Linked DNA regions of Mus musculus: all the other regions are linked to region 4. A link is a contact called in public Hi-C, HiChIP or PLAC-seq and promoter capture Hi-C data. All regions are on one chromosome and are shown on one strand. The core of a region is the stretch at or near the end of the contact, and the rest is flanking DNA. Distances in the headings are between cores, read along the strand shown. Region 1 has its middle 230 kb from the start of Gm30789. Region 2 has its middle 170 kb from the start of Armc1. Region 3 has its middle 260 kb from the start of Armc1. Region 4 holds the start of Bhlhe22 (basic helix-loop-helix family, member e22). Region 5 has its middle 26 kb from the start of Gm30789. Region 6 has its middle 53 kb from the start of Gm30789. Region 7 has its middle 120 kb from the start of Armc1.

What was found. Promoter capture Hi-C pulls out the DNA fragments that hold promoters and counts their contacts. Hi-C and Micro-C count contacts between places; a contact is called where the count stands out from the background. HiChIP or PLAC-seq counts read pairs in DNA pulled down with a chosen protein or histone mark.
Region 1: a contact with region 4 is called in a promoter capture Hi-C map of liver, with 10 times the contacts expected there. The contact joins the enhancer-like site here to the promoter of Bhlhe22 in region 4. A contact is called at or near these places in 15 of 39 promoter capture datasets (the 3T3-L1 cell line, 3T3-L1-derived adipocytes, the C10 cell line and 7 more), 2 of 484 Hi-C or Micro-C datasets (both in liver), 5 of 115 datasets of contacts at active chromatin or transcription factors (astrocytes, embryonic forebrain, embryonic hindbrain and 2 more) and 1 of 9 other capture datasets (embryonic tail).
Region 2: a contact with region 4 is called in a promoter capture Hi-C map of hippocampal neurons, with 10 times the contacts expected there. The contact joins the enhancer-like site here to the promoter of Bhlhe22 in region 4. A contact is called at or near these places in 9 of 39 promoter capture datasets (the C10 cell line, cranial neural crest, frontonasal cranial neural crest and 5 more), 1 of 484 Hi-C or Micro-C datasets (cerebellar granule neurons), 7 of 115 datasets of contacts at active chromatin or transcription factors (astrocytes, craniofacial prominence, embryonic forebrain and 4 more) and 1 of 9 other capture datasets (embryonic stem cells).
Region 3: a contact with region 4 is called in a promoter capture Hi-C map of hippocampal neurons, with 12 times the contacts expected there. The contact joins the enhancer-like site here to the promoter of Bhlhe22 in region 4. A contact is called at or near these places in 13 of 39 promoter capture datasets (the 3T3-L1 cell line, 3T3-L1-derived adipocytes, the C10 cell line and 6 more), 4 of 484 Hi-C or Micro-C datasets (cerebellar granule neurons, cerebellum, cerebral cortex and 1 more), 5 of 115 datasets of contacts at active chromatin or transcription factors (astrocytes, embryonic forebrain, forebrain and 2 more) and 3 of 9 other capture datasets (adipose tissue, embryonic tail and macrophages).
Region 5: a Hi-C map of cortical neurons shows a contact between it and region 4, with 5 times the contacts expected there. The contact joins the enhancer-like site here to the promoter of Bhlhe22 in region 4. A contact is called at or near these places in 11 of 39 promoter capture datasets (the C10 cell line, cranial neural crest, embryonic stem cells and 5 more), 6 of 484 Hi-C or Micro-C datasets (cerebellar granule neurons, cerebellum, cerebral cortex and 1 more), 5 of 115 datasets of contacts at active chromatin or transcription factors (embryonic forebrain, embryonic stem cells, forebrain and 2 more) and 2 of 9 other capture datasets (adipose tissue and embryonic tail).
Region 6: a contact with region 4 is called in an H3K4me3 HiChIP or PLAC-seq map of embryonic forebrain, with 8 times the contacts expected there. The contact joins the enhancer-like site here to the promoter of Bhlhe22 in region 4. A contact is called at or near these places in 7 of 39 promoter capture datasets (the 3T3-L1 cell line, cranial neural crest, embryonic stem cells and 2 more), 5 of 484 Hi-C or Micro-C datasets (cerebellar granule neurons, cerebellum and uterus), 9 of 115 datasets of contacts at active chromatin or transcription factors (astrocytes, differentiating embryonic stem cells, embryonic basal ganglia and 3 more) and 4 of 9 other capture datasets (adipose tissue, embryonic stem cells, embryonic tail and 1 more).
Region 7: a promoter capture Hi-C map of liver shows a contact between it and region 4. The contact joins the enhancer-like site here to the promoter of Bhlhe22 in region 4. A contact is called at or near these places in 19 of 39 promoter capture datasets (the 3T3-L1 cell line, the C10 cell line, the HPC-7 cell line and 12 more), 58 of 484 Hi-C or Micro-C datasets (B cells, the C10 cell line, the C2C12 cell line and 37 more), 13 of 115 datasets of contacts at active chromatin or transcription factors (craniofacial prominence, embryonic basal ganglia, embryonic forebrain and 8 more) and 4 of 9 other capture datasets (embryonic stem cells, embryonic tail, macrophages and 1 more).

Annotation. Positions count from the first base shown.
Region 1 is chr3:18,876,503-18,879,241 of GRCm38.p6, reverse strand. No RefSeq gene overlaps it. Among named protein-coding and RNA genes, the nearest start is that of Gm30789, 230 kb to the right of the region's middle. Within about 2 kb of position 1,446, at least 3 of the 459 cell types and tissues checked have an H3K27ac peak or open chromatin away from gene starts, as enhancers often do. A contact at or near this core is called in liver, where this site is marked.
Region 2 is chr3:18,988,445-18,991,381 of GRCm38.p6, reverse strand. No RefSeq gene overlaps it. Among named protein-coding and RNA genes, the nearest start is that of Armc1, 170 kb to the left of the region's middle. Within about 2 kb of position 1,316, at least 10 of the 459 cell types and tissues checked have an H3K27ac peak or open chromatin away from gene starts, as enhancers often do. A contact at or near this core is called in cerebellar granule neurons and hippocampal neurons, where this site is marked.
Region 3 is chr3:18,904,549-18,907,248 of GRCm38.p6, reverse strand. No RefSeq gene overlaps it. Among named protein-coding and RNA genes, the nearest start is that of Armc1, 260 kb to the left of the region's middle. Within about 2 kb of position 1,433, at least 13 of the 459 cell types and tissues checked have an H3K27ac peak or open chromatin away from gene starts, as enhancers often do. A contact at or near this core is called in cerebellum, cortical neurons, hippocampal neurons and 1 more, where this site is marked.
Region 4 is chr3:18,052,815-18,055,822 of GRCm38.p6, reverse strand. It overlaps Bhlhe22 (basic helix-loop-helix family, member e22), which reads right to left and starts at 1,498. Exons shown (of 1, transcript NM_021560.4): 1 at 1-1,498. The coding sequence starts at 1,035.
Region 5 is chr3:18,667,677-18,670,466 of GRCm38.p6, reverse strand. No RefSeq gene overlaps it. Among named protein-coding and RNA genes, the nearest start is that of Gm30789, 26 kb to the right of the region's middle. Within about 2 kb of position 1,351, at least 12 of the 459 cell types and tissues checked have an H3K27ac peak or open chromatin away from gene starts, as enhancers often do. A contact at or near this core is called in cortical neurons and hippocampal neurons, where this site is marked.
Region 6 is chr3:18,694,188-18,697,094 of GRCm38.p6, reverse strand. No RefSeq gene overlaps it. Among named protein-coding and RNA genes, the nearest start is that of Gm30789, 53 kb to the right of the region's middle. Within about 2 kb of position 1,469, at least 62 of the 459 cell types and tissues checked have an H3K27ac peak or open chromatin away from gene starts, as enhancers often do. A contact at or near this core is called in differentiating embryonic stem cells, embryonic basal ganglia, embryonic forebrain and 3 more, where this site is marked.
Region 7 is chr3:19,043,514-19,046,213 of GRCm38.p6, reverse strand. No RefSeq gene overlaps it. Among named protein-coding and RNA genes, the nearest start is that of Armc1, 120 kb to the left of the region's middle. Within about 2 kb of position 1,438, at least 4 of the 459 cell types and tissues checked have an H3K27ac peak or open chromatin away from gene starts, as enhancers often do. A contact at or near this core is called in liver, where this site is marked.

The DNA of each region.
Region 1 (2,739 bases), core at 197-2,696, 820 kb before region 4:
AGAACATACAAAAGAATGTCATAAGGAAAACATTTAAAAAGATTGTACTAGGATAATCAAATAGAACCAGGACTAATTCCTAATGTGCTTGGTATCCTACTCATATTCAAAGTAATCCAATAAAGGAACAAATGTGAGCACCGTAAGGACACAATCCTGCTCATTTGGCATAAAGAAGGGTGAGTCTAATGAATATACCTTTAGTCATTCCAAAGCTTGTAGTTCTTGATAAATATTTTATGGCAATATGTTCATGTTATAGGAATCCCATGCTGTAGTTACTGACTATAGAAGGAACCAGAAACACATACCTTATTAGGTTCAGCTGGTTAGGAGTGGGATAGATGACTAGATAGACCACCCCAACTCACACACTGTAGGGAAAGAGAATTTCATTTACAAAGAAACACACACACACACACACACACACACACACACACACACACAATTAGTTATAATGGACTCCAATTCCAGCTTTGTATAAGCTGAGATTAGGGAAATCTTAAAACAGGTCAGTGAGACAGCTCAGTGAGGAAAGGCACTTGCCACACAGCCTGATGACACGAGTTCAATACTCTGTACCTCAATGGAGGAAAGAGAGAACTGTTTTTGTGCAAGTTGTCCTCTGACCTTCACACATGTGCCACAACAATAGACACCTGTGTGCACACACATATATACACAATAAATGCAATGAAAATAAGCTTCAAGCAGGTGTAACTGACATTACAGATATAAATATATATAAATTGCATAATTTCAACATTATGTAGTTCTTACCTTAGTTATACTTTGTATAGCTTGTGACATGCATTTTTACAGATGAATTAATGTTCTGTATGGTGTGCGGCAGTGATTAACCTAATGGCACTAGACAGTGAATTAGTAGGATGGAGAATGATGGAAATGAGGATGTGACTGTACCCTTTCTTCAATGCCCAGTAAAATCAATACAAAGAGGGGTTTAGTTGGAAACAACAGAGTTCATGGTAAAGAGAGTTTGTTAAATGAAGCTTTGACTAGTGCTCTCAGTTATGACAAATGTATTAATAAACAAAATAAAATGTTTTATTTTTACACTAGGAGACTTAGACACGTGTTTCTACTCTGTTTCATTTTAAATGACAAGCTATAACTCTCTAAATTAACTTTATACCCAAGTGAGTTATGAACAGTATTTGGTAACATTATTCTAAAAGCTATCATTGCCCTGAAATGGGATGGCAAGCAGTGGTCATGGACATTATGCAGTCTGTCACAACAATAAAAACACTGTGTTCAGCTTGAGTCACACTAATTTCTCTACCATGTGTGAGCGCGTATTTCTGATGTAGGTCCCTAAATGCTGGAAAGTCCATTATTGTTTACTGTGAAAGTTATTACCCCAGTCAGAAAAAGCATGCCAGCACGATTTACCTTCACCCAGTTGCCCAGTCCCATGGAAGGCTCCACTAGAGTGTTGACATAGAGCTTCAGGCATGTATTGACACTGGAGCACTGCACCAGCCACCTTGTACCTTGAGAAAGGACCACATTGCAGAAATACCCCCACATATAAGTAGCTTGTCTTATGCATGCTCACTAGTTAGACAAGTGATAAGTACTCAATACATCCAGATAAATGAAGGTTTCTATGGACAGAATAGAGAAATAACTCAAGATGTTCAATGTGTGCAGTTTAAAAATGGTAGTAAAACATGACTGTAATAACAATTACCATTGTTCCCATTTTTAAGCCTACAGTTCCATCATATTGAGTGTTTCTACATTAGTTTGTGTCTGTCACATCCTTCTCCACAATGGGATTATTTTACCAAACCTATTGGATACCACATCTACATCCATTATTGCCAAACCTGCCTCCAATTCAGTCTCTATGAATTTAGCTTCTTTAGATACTACATGTAAGTTCATCATACAATGTTTGTTCTCTGAGCACTTGTTTTCTTAGTAACTGTTGTGTAACCCTGTGTGTGGAGCAGGAGAGCTGTGGACAAATACACATTGACTCCGAGCAAACAGTGGAAGCAGCCTTACTGAACCAGGGATCAGAAATCACTCTATTGGTAGTTTTCAAAAAGACTTTTTTCTTAGAAACAAATTTATTATTTGACTTACCAGTGGTTAAGACAGTGGCTTGTACATTCCCAGCAAGAATAAGGTACAGAGATCACACCATGTGCATTGACAAAAGATTTTCAGATTATATTTGTGTTTCAAGGAGATGGCGTCCTGATTACCTCTAGCACTGTGGTGTGAAGATTTTTATTGGGTCTAGAACCCAGATGATTTTTCGAAGATTCAAATAGCTAATCACAGTTGTCAATGGGGAGCTGATGAACTATGACCAGCACATTTTCTTTCTCCTGAACATGGGCATTACGGCATTCAGCTGATCTTAGCAAGTGCTTCTGGCAAAAGCTGTCAGTTATGGTAATAAACTGAATGGCTGGGAGCTGAGCGGATATAGATATGACCTCTGTTGTTCTAATTGTCATCATGGCTGTACACAACACCCAGAAGACAGAATGAGTGACTAACCTAAGGTGTAATTGTTTGTGATTGTAGTGTTGAGGGCACGTTGCTTTAGATTTCACACATTAGATTTAGTGGGGTCAGGGGAGAGAAGGAAATAAGATAAGAATATCTTATAATGGTGAATATAATGGTGAGATAAGAATATTGACACTTTATCCTTTCAGAACCCATGGAACATGACTTCCTAATAGAGCTTAGGTT
Region 2 (2,937 bases), core at 67-2,566, 940 kb before region 4:
TGTTTCAGACTGGTGTGAAGTGGAATTCCCCCAAGTGTGTGATCTGCTGCCAATCAGAGCCACCAGAACCAGTACGAAAGTTAATGCTCCACGGACCATCTAGCGACCCTCCACATGGTAGTGCATGGCTTAAGGCTCTGCCTTTCTCCAGGGCCTGGAATTGCTTCCTCTTTTCAGTATCTTGCTCTCAGGCTGAGGCACTCTTCTACTCAGCCTGCCTCAGGGCTTCAGAGCCTTCCCACAGGAGGAGGCTAGCCATCTCAGCTCCTTCCCCACTCCCAGACTCTTGATCACATATCTCCGACCTTTTGGGCAACTCTATTCTGTGTTTACTAAGTCATATCATACTGGAGAATGATATCTATATACCATATATTATAGGTTAAGTGTCTAATGCAGGCATTGGTAACAGCAGCAAATGTCCCCAGACCTCAGTAGTGGTGGTAGGATTAACAGGAAAAAGGGACTCTAATTGTGGCTACCTTTATACGGATCCACTTTTATCGTACAAGTCTGCAGTTTCCACATCACCTTGATGCTGGGTGAATCTGGGTGGACGGTAGCATCGGTTGGAGTCAGCAACCAGCATGGCATTAGGCGGTTTACTCAAGAGCCAGGCTAGGTTCTGGTCTCATTTGGCTCAAATTCTAAAGAGCTGCACCCAGTCTGAGAATATCACGTGACATAAATTCCCTAATCTCCTTACTGCATCAAGGAAGGAGCCTTGGCGATCAAACCATTCTCTTGATTTTTCCAGGTAAGGAAACTCTGTGGGCTAGTGCCTAGGCAATGACATTGGACGGCCTAGAGAGTGACAGGAAATGCTTCCTCCTGTGTCTGCATTCACAATATGAAAATTGCAAATTGGAGAGACTTTTGGCAACTGTAAGTTTTGCACTTCTAATTTTTTATAACTTTTGGGGTATAATAAAGGTCATCCAATTTTTCAGATTCATCCATCTAAACTTTTTTGGTCCATCTGTTTTTGTCCTGGCAGGCACAGTAGTAAATGCCTCATTTCAGAGTGGCTTCACTGCTCTTCCAGAACAGAGAAGAGAGCGCTCAGAATTATTATTAATTTCTAAATTAAATGGGCCAGGTCTTATGCTGTCCTAAAAATGGAAACATTCCCCTCCCCAAACTATACAGGGGGTAAGATTCGAGTGTGGTTTGTGGGAGAGGAGCTGTCAAAGTCTTTGCATGAAAAGACAATTAACTGTTGGTGAAGCTGGCAGTGGGGCCCTGGAGAAGGGGGAGGAGCAGGAGATGAGAGGGTCAGGTTGTGATTCCCTTCGGCAGTCCATGTGGCTCTTTGCTGGCAGCGTGCCCCTCGATGTCAGAGCAAGCTGAGCGAGCCAGACATGGTGCAGTGTGGGGAGAATATGCGGTATCGCGGCTGAGCTCTTGGCGATTTTCTTTCTTTGCCTCGTTTCTTGTTTTTAAATAAAGGCAGTTTTGAAGGTACAGGAACTTAGCACAGGATAAGCTCTAGCGAATTGTTTTTTTCAGGAGGCTGTGTCAAACCCTGGAGTGATATTTTTGGATGTGGAGTAAAGTACAAAATTGGAGTTGAAAAGGGACAAAGCTAGCTGAGGTTAACTATTATTATCAAAACTTGGCTGAATCCGAGCTTTGTCCTCAGATGCAGTAAGCCGAGCTGGTCATTTGGAACCAGCCAGAGAAGCACCCTTGGGAGAGATACTTCAAGTCAGTTTCTTCTTCTATTTCTTCTTTTATTTTTTCTTCTATTTCTTCTTCTTCTTCTTCTTCTTCTTCTTCTTCTTCTTCTTCTTCTTCTTCTTCTTCTTCTTCTTCTTCTTCTTCTTCTTCTTCTTCTTCTTCTTCTGAGAGAGAGCTCTAGCAAAAGGAACCCAGAAACGTGCGACATTTAATCAAGCTCTGTGAAGCTTTGCCGATGTTTCTCCCACCATCCTTTACCTAACAAATGATCTCAAGCAGGAAGCTGCCCGGGGAAAGGGTGGAAGAATCATGGTAATTAGCACCGTGCAACTCTGCATAATTAAGTACACATGCGCCATCAAGGTTATCTGGTCTTGACATTTGCTTCTTGGGGAAACAGCTCTACAATGTGATTGAATCCTTTCATTTAACTTTACTGGATATGTATAGCATATAGCCAATAGTTCAGAGCTCGTATGTCTGTACTGCATTTGGCTGCAATTTAAAGGTTTTAGCCTGCCCAGGGCATTGTGCTGAGTGTTTTGTAGGTACTAAGTCATTTGGTTGTTACAAAAGACTTAGGAATAGATGGTTTTAAAATAGTGTTTGCTGTTCTAGAAATTAGTGGTTGCTTTTTTCATCTTAATTGGAATAATTTCAAGTTTACAGAAAAGTGGCAAGAAAGAAGCAGGTCTTTTTTTTTTTTTTTTTTTTTTTTTGAACCATCTGAGAGCAAGCTGCAGACATGATGCTCCACTGTTGCAGACCATCTTCTCAAGTGTATTCACCTCAGCAGCCCTTATTTTCAGAGATGACATGACAGCTGGGGAACCCATAGGCCCCGGGCTGGGCTGGGCTGAGTCGCCATGCCTTTGGAAACCTGCCCTGTCTGGAACAGTTCTACACTTTGTTCTTTAGTCGGTGGCCTTGGTTCCTCTAAAGAGAACATGCCAGTTTTGTGGGCTTTTTTCTTTTTCTTTCTTCTTCTTTCCTCCCTCCCTCCCTCCCTCCCTCCCTCCCTCCCTCCCTCCCTCCCTCCCTCTCTCTTTCTTTCTTTCTTTCTTTCTTTCTTTTTTCTTCCTTCCTTCCTTCCTTCCTTCCTTTCTTTCTTTCTTCCTTTCTTTCTTTCTTTCTTTCTTTCTTTCTTTCTTTCTTTCTTTCTTTCTTTCTTTCTTTCTTTCTTTCTTTCTTTCTTTCTTTCTATTGAGATCATGGCTCATCCTGCTGAGAGCTGGAATTACAGGCTGTTCTACACAG
Region 3 (2,700 bases), core at 184-2,683, 850 kb before region 4:
TCTGAACATGTTAGAAATGGAGACTACCTGGGAGCATCTCAGAGCCAATGGCAAAGAATTTGTGGTTTACCAAAATCAATTTGTTAAGAACCAATACAGTGTACCTTCAAGCTTCAATTTCTGAAGTTTTATGACTTTTAAACATTTAGCTCTAATGTATTCCCTTTATAATTCTATGACCAAGTAGGTAATTATGGTCTGGAAGTCATTTCAGACATCTTTCCTCCACTGAACCCATCTATCCCACAGTGCATGCACACGTGGACAGGGCTGTTATTGAGTCCCCAGGAGTGCTGACACAATTTCTCCTCAGGAAACTGATTACATTAAAAACATTTTTTAAAATTTCTTCACTTAAAAACATATTTTTGAAAAAACCAAAACAAAATAAAACAAAAACGTCAGATCCATGAATGGTGGAAGTGTTTCCATGTTCGAGGTGGGCCATTACAGCTCCTCAGTGTGTCATGAGCACAGGGCTTGGTTTGTACGAAGTGGACCATGTGGAGGGGAAAAAAACCCTTAATTATATCAGTAACTCTGATTTTATTTTTTTACAGTGTAAACAGACTTTTGCAGAATTCATAATTACTTACAAATGCTAATGCTGACTGTATTTTAAAATCTAAAAATTTCTGTCATTGGAGTTGTGTCTTGAAAATATGTTTATCTATCTTAGTGCAAATGCTTTCTAGAATCCTGGAAAGGCATTTAAATTTTTTTGAGGCACTTAAGCTCAACAGCTAATGGAAGATCATGTATTTAAATAATTTACACTTCCATCTGGCTGAAAGAACACCAGGTGGAAGTCTCTGGTCGGGACGAGTCTGTTACGTGGAAGGAAATGTTTGCTCAAAATAAATGAAAGGCAAACATTTACATGCATTCTGTCTTTTTGTCTGCGTGGGTAGACTCCTGCTTTTCTATTCTAATGTTCCCAGGCCTGGATTCCATCTTAAACATTCACTTTGTGTTGCTGAGGGTCCAGAGGAGTTCCATTAACGGAATGCTTGCCACTGTTTTATTTTCTTCTTCACAGCCTTTTGATCACTAGCAATTATTGTCTCTCTTTCTCATCCTTTCTGTATGCCAACCCGAAATCAAAAGGGGCTGCCCACTTTCTGCAGGAGAGAGGAAGCTGAGCTTCCTGGATGAAGTTTTCCTTGTTGCTGGGCCAGCTGGCAAATTTTATGTTTCCCACCGAGTGTCACATTGTGCTGTCAAAGGCTTGGTTTTGTGAGTTGACTTCTGATAGGCACTTTCTGCATCTTACCTGTCAACTCCACAGTGGACTTCCTCATTTGCAGCATGTGGCTTGCAAGCACAGACCGAGCCTGCCAAGCCAAGAAAAATCCTATGGAGTGCTCTGCTTACCAGCCCTTTTCTGCTCTTCATGTTTGCCAGACATACTCTTCTGTGCTTGGGCTCATTCAATGTGTGGGTGTCTGTGTATTGATAGGGACACATGGGAATTTCAGCACTATCCACAATGTTAACCCTAAAGGGGGGAAATCCAGGCTTGAGTTCTGGTATCCTAAAGGAGAATTTCTGGTTATGGAGGGGGTTTTCTCCAGGGTTATAAACTGGCTCTCTTAACATCTCACTCTCCAGCTTGTATGGGCATGCATTCAATAGTTAACAGTAACTGCATAAATGTTTGGAAATCAGCCTTTGTAGCCCATGTATTTCAAGAATTTCAAAATATTACAGTCTCTAGATTCTATCAAGATCACACTTAGGTTTATCTTCCAAGCTTCTAAGACTCCCCATGAAAAGAGATCACAAAACCTGTGGAGGCTTCAAACTCGTATTTTTTTTTTAAACCAGAGCCAAATGAAACACAAAAATTCCAAATGTTTCAAGTTTTATTCTAGGTTTAGAAGTGACACATTTTTGATTCAGCTCTAAATCTGAGGATCTTCTCTCTTTCATTGCTAGGAACAAGCCAGGCTGAGCTGGGCTGGGGTGTGGGGAAAACCTGAGTACACCCAGAAAGACCACCACCCTGCCGTATGCTCCTCATCAGGGGATGGGGTTTCGACCTATTACAAAAAAAAGTATTGGTCCCAGGAAGGAAAGTTGCTCAGGGAATTTCTCTGGGTACACTGTAGGGTATGCTTTGGCCACTCCATTTGCACTGGGCAGGAGTTCTTTCTGTTATCACTTTTTCTGTTTAGCATTTGGGCTTAGACCAGAAAGAAGGCTTCTGAAAGATGGGGTACTGAGCCTACTACACATCATGGGACTCCTCCTACCTCTGTCCTTGGCTGGTCCAAAGGTTTCAGGCCGTGAAGCTGGTATACCCAGGAGCATGGGTATTGCAGTAGTCACCCCCAGACGGGGCCACTCCGAGTCACCCGTGGAAGCAAAGTCAGCTCGCAAATGTTCAGTGTCAAGAGAGTGCCCACATCAACTGTGAGGTCTTCCTGTCTCTTTCTTCTGTAGCAGTCGCCACTAATTCTGGTGCTATAGAACACTGGGCAGCTGACTCAAAATTGAGAGTGGTGCTTGAGCTTTATCAATGTATGGAAAGCATATGGCCAAGCTGTCTTAGTAAGCTTGGCAAGGACACTATTTAATATTATAGACATCATGTTAAGCAAGCAGGGCTCATGAGGAATATTCAGAAAAATCTCTCTATTCATTTTCCTTACTGTTTGCTTTTCTTTAGTTCCAAAGGCCACACTCTCAATTTTGAGT
Region 4 (3,008 bases), core at 249-2,748:
GGACGAGACGCTGTTGAATAGGGCACACTTCTCGGGGCAGGAGGCAGCGGGCGGCAGCCCTGCACTGAACGGGTAGCCGGCCGCCTGCTCGTAGGCGCCGAGCGCCGGGTGCAGGGCAGCGGCCGCCGCAGCCGCGGCCGCGGAGCTGGGAAGAGAGGCTGCCGAGATGGCCTGGCCTTGGTTGAGGTAGGCGACTAAGCGCCGCATTTCCTCCAGGGCCTGTGCCTGCATGAGGATGTAGTTCTTGGCGAGGAGCAGCGTGGCGATTTTGGAGAGCTTCCGCACTGAAGGGCTGTGCGCGTAAGGAATGACCGCGCGCAGCTCATCCAGAGCGTCGTTCAGGTCGTGCATCCTCCGGCGCTCGCGAGCGTTGATGTTGAGGCGCAACGCCTTCTGCTCTTTGGATTTCTTGCTGCTGCCGCCGCCACCGCCGCCGCTTCCGCCGCCACTTGTGGGGCCCCCCGGGGGGAGGCCCGAGCCACCATGCAAGTGGGCGTTGGAGCAGCCCTCGGCCACCTTGGCGCTGCCGCCCCCCGCTCCCGGCGATGCCCGCGGGTCGGGGCCCCCGGCTCGCAGCACCAGCTCGCAGCGGCCGTCGCTGTCGTCGTCGGGGCTCTGCTCGCCCCCGCTGCTCTCGGCCACGGAGCCGCGTCCGGCGCTCTCGCCGTACTTGAGGCACAGGGCAGCCCCCGCCGGCAGGCTGCTCAGGCTCGGCTCGCCCCCCACGCCCGCTGAGCCCACGAGCAGCCCCGGGACACTCACCCCGCCGCCGCCGCCGCTCGCGCCACCGCCTCCTCCGGGCGGAGGCAGCAGCAGCCCAGCCCCTTCGGGATCAGCGGGCTCGAAACAGCCGAGGGGCGACGAGGACGACGCCGGGCGTTCGCGAGTTGGAGGCGCCAGGGACAGGTCCATGCCCGGGGGTGTGGAGCGAAAAGCCGCCTCCAGGCGCTTGGCGGCGGAGGTGCCCAGGCTCTTGTGCAGGAAGAGGTCGTCTTCGCTCGCGGCCGCCGCACCGAGGTGCAACCCGCGTTCCATCGTCCGGGCCAGCCGCCACCTGGGCTGGAGAGTCAGGCGGCCGCACAGACGCGCGCCGGCGGGGTTCCGGAGCTGCTGCGTGCGTCGGTCCCCACGCTGCCCGCAGCCCTGTCCCCTTCTTTTTCTTTTTCGCCTTCCCCCGCGCTCGCCGCCTCCTCTTCTTCTTCTTCTTCGTCTCCAGCCGACGGTGCTGGCTGCTAAGGCTCACCATGGGCCGCGGCCCCTCATGGTGGGAGGCTGGTCTCGGAGGGAGCGGGGCTGCCGCCGCTACCGCCTCTGAGTCCAATCCCGCGCCTGCTCTACGCACCGTTTATCTTGCTTGGATTCACCTTCAAGAGATTTCCGGACCCATCAACCAGCCGCCGCCACAGACGGGGGAGTCTTTTACATCATTATCTCTGAGTAGGTTATTATGAAGAAGACTCGCCTGTTGGGACAGCGCTTTCTACCCAATCAGGTTAACGTTTTAATTAATAGGATTAAAACGGTAACAAACAATCGCAAGCGCTATCTGGCCGCGAGTCTGAATAGTTTCATTTCCCAGGTCTGAAGACAGGCAGCAGCCAGAGCTTTATAAAAGGCGCCTGCTCCATTATTCTGCCTGCCATCTGTATACACAGCTTAGCGCATATGTTTGCAAGGCGCTGGGTCCTGTTAGTAACCCAACAACTGCCTTTAGCTTGACATGTGTGGCGACTTTCACTCATCAATGAGCACACTAAAAGCCCTACTTAGAGCCGAGGATGTTCTTTGCTCCTTCAGCAAATTGTATATCCGCGGTAAAGACTGGGAGTCCAGTGGAAAGCCCCCGCCCCCACTGAGCACCCCCCACACACTACCCTTCACTGGGCCACTACTGTCTCAGCTTGCTTAGTTACCCTCATAGGAGAGAATTCTATATCTCCCTGTTAATAGCATGTCTGCATTTATAGATGGAACCTGGGGGCTGGGGGTAGGGGTGAGGTCCCTGCTGGCTTGTCTCGAATTTACCCTAGATTTTCAGCTAGTATGTCAGCAATGCAAGAGCCAACCCAGATTTTCTCCGCACCACTTTTCCCACAGCCCTCCACTGTCCATTTCCTATATAGATGGAAAAAAAATCAAACAATTAAAGAAAGCAACAAAATGATGACCAAGTTGCTTACATAGCCCGTTTGATTTAAAACTCGGAGGGGGCGGAGTGGGGGAGGCCTTTGCCGAGTCCCCCACGCTGTTAAGTTGGTGGTGAGAGAAGCTCACTGCTTCGTGGACAGAAAGAAAAGAAAAACTAGTCTCAAACTTTCCTCAAGATTAAATCCAGTTGCTTCGCAAGAGGGAACATTCAGAGTGGAATCTTCTCACACACCAAGTGGGGGCATTCGTGCATTTAGCTGCTCTGAAGACGTTTGGGGACATCTGGATCCGTCTGGGCTGTTCCTGCAGGGTTAGTTCAGGGCAGAATTGTGGAAACAAGAGCTGTCTGGATGGAGATAGTACACGTGGTCCTCGTGCTTCTGAGTCCAGTTTCTCGAAGCACACGATATTTAGTGGCTAGTTTTCATCCTTATAAGTAAAAACCGTATTCCCTCTTATCTGGCAGAATTACTGAAGGCTGTGCAGTTTGGGGTTTCTCTGGTTTCATTAAAAAACCTTTTAATTGTGGCTTTCAGAGTTGGCCCCAGGTGTTGGACTCTTTTCATTATATTTTGCTCTAATGTGATGAAATTCTAATTCTCTCCTTACCATATGGTTAAATTTCCCCACTGAGAATTAGTTGAAAAGGGAGAAATAATCTATTAATCTCTGTAATAGATTCACAAATGAGGTTCATCTCAGAACCTGTTTTTGAATGGTAATATCAGAACAGTTGGGCACCTTATTTCATACAGGAAACGTGAGGGCGACACAGAAATGTCTACATTGTCACCTGGAAAGGATGGAAAGGAACCTTGGTTCTACCCTTGCAGAATGGAAAAGTCATCTGTAACTGGTGT
Region 5 (2,790 bases), core at 102-2,601, 610 kb before region 4:
ATCTTCCTAATTACTGGCTGTAGATTCAGCCTGATGACCATGTGCTGTAAGAAATCAGCAACCATTACACATTTTAATGGAGCACAGCTGTCTTACAGCTTGGTAATATTTGCACAGTGCCACAGAACTGTAATTTATGATAAAAAGAAAAAATGTCTATTGGTGCTTTTTTGCCAAAATAGATTAAGGATTCATATACTTTAATGAGATTTGGACTTAGTCTTGGATTATCGTTATAAATGATTTATGTGCATGTTGGTGGAGTCCTGTAGTTCTGAGTTGATTTGTGTTTTGGTCTACTGATATGTAACTCAATATTTGTTCGTTAGCCAGTAACTATAACTGCCCTCTACCCCCTTGATGTCTTGTAGGAGATAGATGTAAAGGTGAACAAGGCATGGAGGCAAAGATAGCAACTTTGTCTTCTTCACAATTCCTCGGGCAGTGAGTTGTTGGAGAGAGAGAGCAGTATCCCTGATACAAGATACAAGAGCAGGCAGAAGCAGTCTTGGTCTTTGGTAAGAGCATGGAAATTTAGCCAACCAGGGCTGAGCCACAGGTGGCCCCAGCCTTGAGCAAGCATCCTGGCTGAATCCCCTTTGCTCTTCTGAGAAGACAGTGATGGCAGCCAAGCTCGCTTCCTGTTTCTACGTTTTCTAAATGGGAGTTCACTCATTTCACCTTTCTTCCTGGCATCCCTGAGATACAAATAAGGCTGGTCATGAGCGGTCTCTGATGCCAAAAGGGAATGTGTGCACATATCTTTTCACTGAAGACCTCCAGGCTGGTTGGAGGTACTGCTGGTTGTTATTGGTACATGTCTCTCTTTATAACCATCATTGCTAGATAGGTTGGTCCACAACAGGGTCAAGAACACTAAATTGAAGCAGAGGAGGAAAATGCCTGGACCAAGTAAGTGGACTAGACATGCCTGGCAGAGCTGTTGTTAATGAATTAGAAAGTAAATGTAAATCATGATAGCTCACTAATTATTATGAGCATTAAATTTGTCCAGACAAGTTGATGTCATCATTGCCAGGCCTTCTATGAAAAAAAGAGGCATCTCTCTTCAGAAATATTTCTTTTCAGGATGCGTGCTGGATGAGAGAAACAAGATACCAGAATCTACAGGAATCTGCTCAATGTAGGTGTTAGTTTGCCTCCTGAAAACAGGGAGCATATCCTAATGAATTCAGCAAGCCTAAATATATATGTGTAACAGAGAAAGAAGGGCTCATCACTCCATCCCAATCTTCTCCAGGCCTGATTTATTTCGGCACTCATATGCTGGAATGCTTCATACTGTACCAGGTTGCATATGCTTGCACACTAATTCTCAATTGCCGTATGCAGTTTGTGACAACCATCTGCTTCAACCTCCCTTTGAGTTCTTTCTCCCACTCAGCCCAGCTGAAGTAAAAATATGGACAGAAACAACTTCTGCAGGGAGATGACAAAGTTAACAAGGGATTCGAGTTACACTGTGAATCTGTCTTTCTCCAGGGTGTGCCCTTGCCCCTGGAGCTCCAAGGATCAATATTTCTCAAGTGCAAAGCCTTGTGCTTAGCAGAGAAAGTGGAAAGAAATGGCATGGTTCCCTTGTGAGCCTTGGCTGTGGGAGATAGGTAATCATAAAGTGTGCATATGCTACACACTCAAGGGTCCAAGAGTCCCTAGAACTGCTCCAGCCACGCTGTTTTACAACAGGTTGCATCCTGTCAGATACCAGAGAGAGCAGGGGAGGGGAAAAAGAGAAAGCTGAGCACATTTGAAAATGTATGAAAAACAAAAACAATCTATCTTGAAGGCTGACTTGAAAGGGGGAAGTTGTTTTGAATTTCCTTTAAAAAACTGGTGCATTCAAAAACAGGAGAAAGAGTCTCTATAACCATCAAGCTCACAGGCATATTCTGTAGAGAACATGAGAAGGGACCGAGTAAAGGTGTCTTCAGCTTGTGTAAATGTGTTTGAGATTTTGGGCGATGTGTCCCTGCATTACTATACTGCTTAGACAACTGTTGTCTGTATAAAAATGAGTTACACGCTGTACCTTGGATTGCATTGGCCCTGTGCCTGCTCTTAAGAATGCTGAAGTCGTGGTGGGATTACATCTTCAAATTAGTGACAAGCCTGATTGATACAGTTTATCTGCAAGTTGACAAAATCAGGTCCTAGATGTACATACATGGGCATGTATCTCATCATAAGAATAAAAAAAAATTTCCTTGGGACCATGAGAAGAATGACTGGCATGGGAGAAGTATGGATAGAGATAGAAGAAAAGCAGTAAGAGGAGATGAGAATGGAGAAGAGAAAATTACATGTGTTTAGAGATGACTAGCAATGTGTCTGAAGTAGTACCAGTGAGTTCACAGGCAGAGGCCCCACCATGGTCCCTGCCTTCCAATACCAGGAAAAGCAGACTGAGAACACCAAGTAAAAGTGGCAGAGAAAGGAAAGAGAAACTTCCTGGATGGAGCGATCAGTGATGAACTTCTGACGGAATCAGATCCAAGCAAATACTGACTAAAATGGGCAATGTACAAGTTCAGTGTGTTCTCTCAGCGTCTGGGCTGCCAGATTCTGTCTAATCATAATTGATAATTCTAAAAGCCACAGTTACATAGTGACTGTTAAATTTTTGCCTTCTTTTGCATTCATGAATGTGTGTGTGCACACACGTGTATGTGTGTATGCACATGTGAATGTGTATGTGTTGAGGCCAGATTATCATATATATGTCTTCCTCCCTCAATGCCTCTCCAAATTAATTTTGAGACAGGATCTCTC
Region 6 (2,907 bases), core at 220-2,719, 640 kb before region 4:
TTTTGAATTATAAAGACATGTTAAGTTACTGAAAGTATAACAATGTAAAAACAGAATTCTAGGCCTTTAGGCCCAGGCTTGGGAATGTGGCCTTTGTAAAGGTATGCTAATCATAAAAGAGATAGCGACATTCCTCTACCCACCCGCTTCCTGGGTTCAAAGAGTGCTCATTCAAAGAAAGTCACCCTGGCCATTACCAGAACCTGCAATGCAAATGTGCTATTGTTAGGGGCTCTTAGAAGCTGTCTTGAGAGTTAACAATTACCAGGTATTCCTTGTGACTCTTGTAACTTTACACTTCCTTGTGACTCTTAACTGGTATCTTTGGTATCTTCCAACAAAGCCCTCCCCACTTCCTTGAGTTTCGGTTTCTTCCTTTAAATACCCCCTTACCCAGCTACTCGGCGCGCCACAGTCCTCTACCCCTGCGTGGTGTATGACCGTGGGCCCGAGAGCGCTCTTGAATAAAAATCCTCTTGCAATTTGCAACAAGACCGTTTTCTCGTTGGTGATTTTGGGGTGTCGCCTCTCCTGAGTCAGAACGTGGGGGAGTCCTCACGTTGTGGGTCTTTCATTACCATACTGCTATATGATACTGTTTCTATTTTCTTGTCTTTTCTATTATCCGTGCTCCCCCCTCCCTTCTTCCCTCCCTCCCTCCCTTTCTTCCTTCCATTCTTTCTTTACCTCTCTCTCTCTCTTTCTTTCTTTCTTTCTTTCTCTCTTTCTTTCTTTCTTTCTTTCTTTCTTTCTTTCTTTCTTTCTTTCTTTCTTTCTTTCTTTCTTTCTTTCTTTCTTTCTCTGTTGCTAGAAATTAAAGCCAGAGCCTTGTATATGCTAGGCAAAGACAGTTCCACTGAGCTATCATCCTAATTCTTTCTCTAGACCTGTTTTTAAAATGTCTGGAATTGTAGTAGAGTTTGGGGAGACATGAATGTGGGACTGCATATTTTTCTCTGTCTGGCTGGTTTAACAAGATCAGAAGTCATCTTGGTATTCTTCCATTGGTGCTTATGGAGTTCCTGTGCCTTTCCTTAGAACATCCGGGATTTGATTTTGCTTGGTGGGGTTTTGAAGTGATATAGATCTTGGTAGAGGGTGTTGCATCAAGGATGTCCTCTGAAGGTGATGCATTTCCTTATCCAGCACCTTTTCATGATGTCACTAATTTCTAGTGTTCTACTTTCAGCTTCCTAATCTCCTCCATGCTGTTTTGAGCCCTTTCTACAATCAGCCAACATCACAGAGTTTCTCCCACAGAGATGTCCTCTCATTACTTTACCCACCTGTGGAAAAGCTGCTCAGTTTATCTATTTGTACTCTTGTTATATTCTGGTTTGTATCTTCAAAAATATTTGGAATTGTTTAAAAGAGGCTTGGCCCCTTTAAAAAGCAGCTTCAGCAGGCAGGATGACAGAGGCAGTGATGAAAACCAAAGCTGTTGAGAGCTGCAGCTGTCTGGTCCTTTCGTATGCAGATTTATGGAGTTGGGAGGGGTTGGAGAATGAGCTAATGGAAGGCTCATGAGAGAGCCTGCAAACACTGAAAAAAAGGGGCCTCAGAGTCAGGCTCCTGGTGTTTTCAGGCTCACTCAAGAAATCAGTAGCAGCTAGAAATGGACAAGGTGTTTTACAATCCAAACACTGTTACCTGGTCCAATTTACTCTTCTACAAAAATGTCAAGTGATTTGCTGAAGGTCACAGACATAGCAAATAGAGCTTCAGAATACTTCTGGGGGCCAAGTGTACTGGGGAACACTTATGAAATCCAGATGTGCTATACACATCTGTTCTCTTCTAGCACAAGTCAAAATGTTAGAAATCAGGGTGAGAGTGCTAGTGGCCACGCAACGCGGGCTGGAAAGAGTGTTATGATGTTGCCTGCATAGCCTGAAAAGATTTTTCCAGAAAAAGAATTTCAACACAAGCCAGTATGAAGCAGAGTTGGAATTTATTACAAAGAAAGCTTACTATAGATTTAGGCGCAGGGCTTAATAGAAAGATAAAGAGGCACTGGTGGTGAGGATGAGGTAAGATATATCCAGGCATCTACTCCCAGGGTATAGGTTTCTCAAAAGAATCTGGCTTTTAATATGTTTGGAATAGTTACATATACATACAGTTTTACATATACATAGACACATACACATACACATACACACACACACACACACACACACACACACACACACACACACGTACACATATACATATGGTTTTAGTTGCTTTTTGAGGTTATATATCAAAGGATTTTAAGGAACTTAAAATTTTAAGGAACTTAAATGGAGTAGTTCTGGAGGTGAGTTGGATGTGTAAGACCCCAACTCAATATGTCTCCCAGACCCCCAGAAACAAAGCCAGCATGAAGCTCTTTGTTCTTTTACCTGGCAGCCTGAGAAGCAGATAACCACTGGGTGACCCACCCAGGCACCAGGGACCAGGTAAGGGACCAGGAATGTTTGCCAAAGATAGCCTGTAACCCCTCCACCAGAGATGAGCTGAAACTCAAATTATGGTATTTACTCAGCTTCCCCATTCTTTGTGGTCTTATCCTCCCCTTTCTTTGTGGTCTTTTCCTTCAAAAACTCCCAACGGCGACTGCTAGGGGTCGATCTCCTCTATCCCTGTGAGGGTTATGAGCTTGAACTCAGCATGCTGACTACTCCCGAATAAACCTCATGCAATATTGCATCAAGAATGGTTTCTCTCGAGTTATTGGGGCATCGGCTCATTCTGGGACTTGAGCGAGGGTCTCCCCGATACGGGGTTCTTTCAGATGGAATTATAGATGATGAGATAAAACGCTAAATCACAGTGATTACATGGGAAATTAAGATTTTTTTTCTGTAAGTAAAAGTATATCATCTTATTTGTGATATCATAGATTTTTACATCTGGTAAAGAAGA
Region 7 (2,700 bases), core at 189-2,688, 990 kb before region 4:
TCCCTCCAAGGCCTCTTCCCACTTCCTGTTTTTCCCCTGACTTTTTCTGTAACCCACTGAGTGTTATTACTGCCACCTGCTGGAGTACTGCCCACTCTTGTTTGCTTGATCTTGTGTAGATCTTGTGTTACCACAGCTGCTTCAAGTTCATATGTGACACAGCCATGCTATGACAAGAGCATGAATTTCACAGCATTCCTCTCCATCCTCCCACCCTCACATCCTTTTTGACTCCTCTTCTAGCTTCCAAATCAGTGGGGTTCTACAGAGCTGCTTCATTAACCCTTAGTTTTGGTTGCCCTGCTGCTGACAGTGGGTTTCATGACTTGTATTTTCATAGCTATAATCAGTTGTTTTTATTTTCTTTTCTGCATCTGTGTAGCTCATAGTTCATTTTGTTGTTGTAGATAGCTGAAAGCCTAGCTAACGTCCTAGCTAATGACTGATCATTTTATGTTGCTGAGAAACGAATCTGAGTTCAGCTTGGAGCTTGGTTTAGAGGTTTAACGGTAGCACAAGCTGCTGGTGGTATTTTCCTCTTTTAATCTGGACACTGGAGAGACAGAGGGAGGCAGATCATAGTGGGTTCTAGGCCCAGCCCTGGGCACATCATGAGTTCCAGGACAGCTAGAGTGAAACCCTGTCTCAAAATAAACCCAGAACAATAATGTTGGTGACGGTTGGTGACTGACAGGGATATTGGTAAAGATGAGGGTATTAAGACTAGGTTTCTTTTTCTTTTCTTTTTTTTTTTTTTCACTTCTCATCAAGGAGACTTCATTTTTATTTTTCACCTGTGTGATTTCCTTGCATGTATGTCTGTGTATCACATGCATGCATGATAATGGAGACCAGAAGAGACTGTCAGATACCCCTGGAACTGGACTTACAGGTGGCCGTAAACTGGTGCTACGTGTGCTTGGTGCAAGGAATGGAACCAGAGCCACTGGTTCACCTGAGCAGTGACCCAGGTGGTAAACAGAGTGTGACTTGTTTAAAGTCAATATAGAAAGCCAACCTGGAGAGTCAGATACCTGAGAACAAACAGGGTCTTATATACAAGGATACTAAAGATGATACAATTTGTATGCTTTAGGAACATCTGTAAAATGCTTTACATTTTTAAGTCTTATTTACTTGTACACATGCATGTGGAGGCCAAACAACTCCTTTTAGGAGTTTTCTCCTTCCAGCACATGAGATCTGAAGACTGAACTCAGTTTATCAAGTTTGGGGGCCAGCACTCACTCTATGGGCGATTTCTAAGCCCCTTTTATAATTCTGAAAAGGATTTTGGCATGCCACCATGTCAGCAGTCAATATGTAAAGTATTTTGGCATTTGTGTCCTTTTTAGTTTACAGTTAGTTTGTACCTAGAGTAAAGTTTAACACACTCTGCGAGCAGCCTGCACTTTTCACTGCTTTCCCAAAGGCTGGCAGATACCAACATGTTTGCTGAAACCGTTTCTCATTCCCTTAATAAATAACAGAGATTGCAATGGTTAGTGTTAATTGTCAATTTGACAAAATCTAGACTCCCCTGGGAGATGGACTCTGGGAGTGTCTGTAATGAATAATTATATCACTTCTTCTGGGAAGATCAGCACATAGTGACTGACATGCCTGTTACATGATCATGGTTCTGTAAACATGAGAACTGGGGAGTCAGGGTTCTTTCTTCCTTTTCTGTTTCCCGAGAGTGGGTGTGATGTGAGCATATACTTTAGACTCCTGCTGTGTTGATTGCCATGCTATCATGAACTGCACCTGGAACTGTGAGCTAAAATAAACCATTTCTTCCTTGAGTTGCAATTTTTTTCCAGTTTGTTTCATCATAGCAATGGAAAATAAAGTAAGAGATGTTGGCCACAAAATAGCCTGGGTTGTTCTGCTGCTGGGCAGTCATTGCTTTAGCTAATGGAGACAAAGAGTAGACAACAAAATGCTCCAAGGTAGAACAGTAGTTACTAACAAACTGTATTAGAGCACAGGAGAGCAGCCACTATAAAAACAGTATTTTCAAAACAACTCCAAGCCAGGCAGTGGTGGCGCACGCCTTTAGTCCCAGCACTTGGGAGGCAGAGGCAGGCGGATTTCTGAGTTTGAGGCTAGCCTGGTCTACAGAGTGAGTTCCAGGACAGCCAGGACTACACAGAGAAACCCTGTTTTGAAAAAAAATCTCCATAGGGTAATTCTAATATCAAAGAATCCCTTCTAATAAGCAAAAGGAACAGCAATGTGTCTTGCAAAAGCTAATTCCTAAAATGGCAGCATCTACCTTCCTTCTCTGGAAACAGAAGATATAATCCATCTCTCCTCCAGGGTTCTCATAATCCAGAACCGGAAATGATAAAGCTGCTTAGAGTGGGTAATTCCATAAAGAAAAGTAGGCCAGAACCTGAGATGGAGGGGGGACATTTGTGACAGCAGCCACACTTTCTCCCCCCTCTTCTCCTCCCTCCCTCTTTCTTCCTTTCTCTGTCTCCTCCACCTATGATCAACACACATCCAGAATCTTTTAATTGCTATTCAGAGCAAAAGGTCCCTTTATCCTTTAAAACATGTCTGTCAGTTTAAATATTTAAAAAAACAAACAAACAAACAAAATAGTTTCATCTATCTGTCTGTCTGTCTATCTATCTATCTATCTACCTATTTTTTTTTTTTTTTTTTTTTTTTGGAAAGCTGCAAATGCCAGAA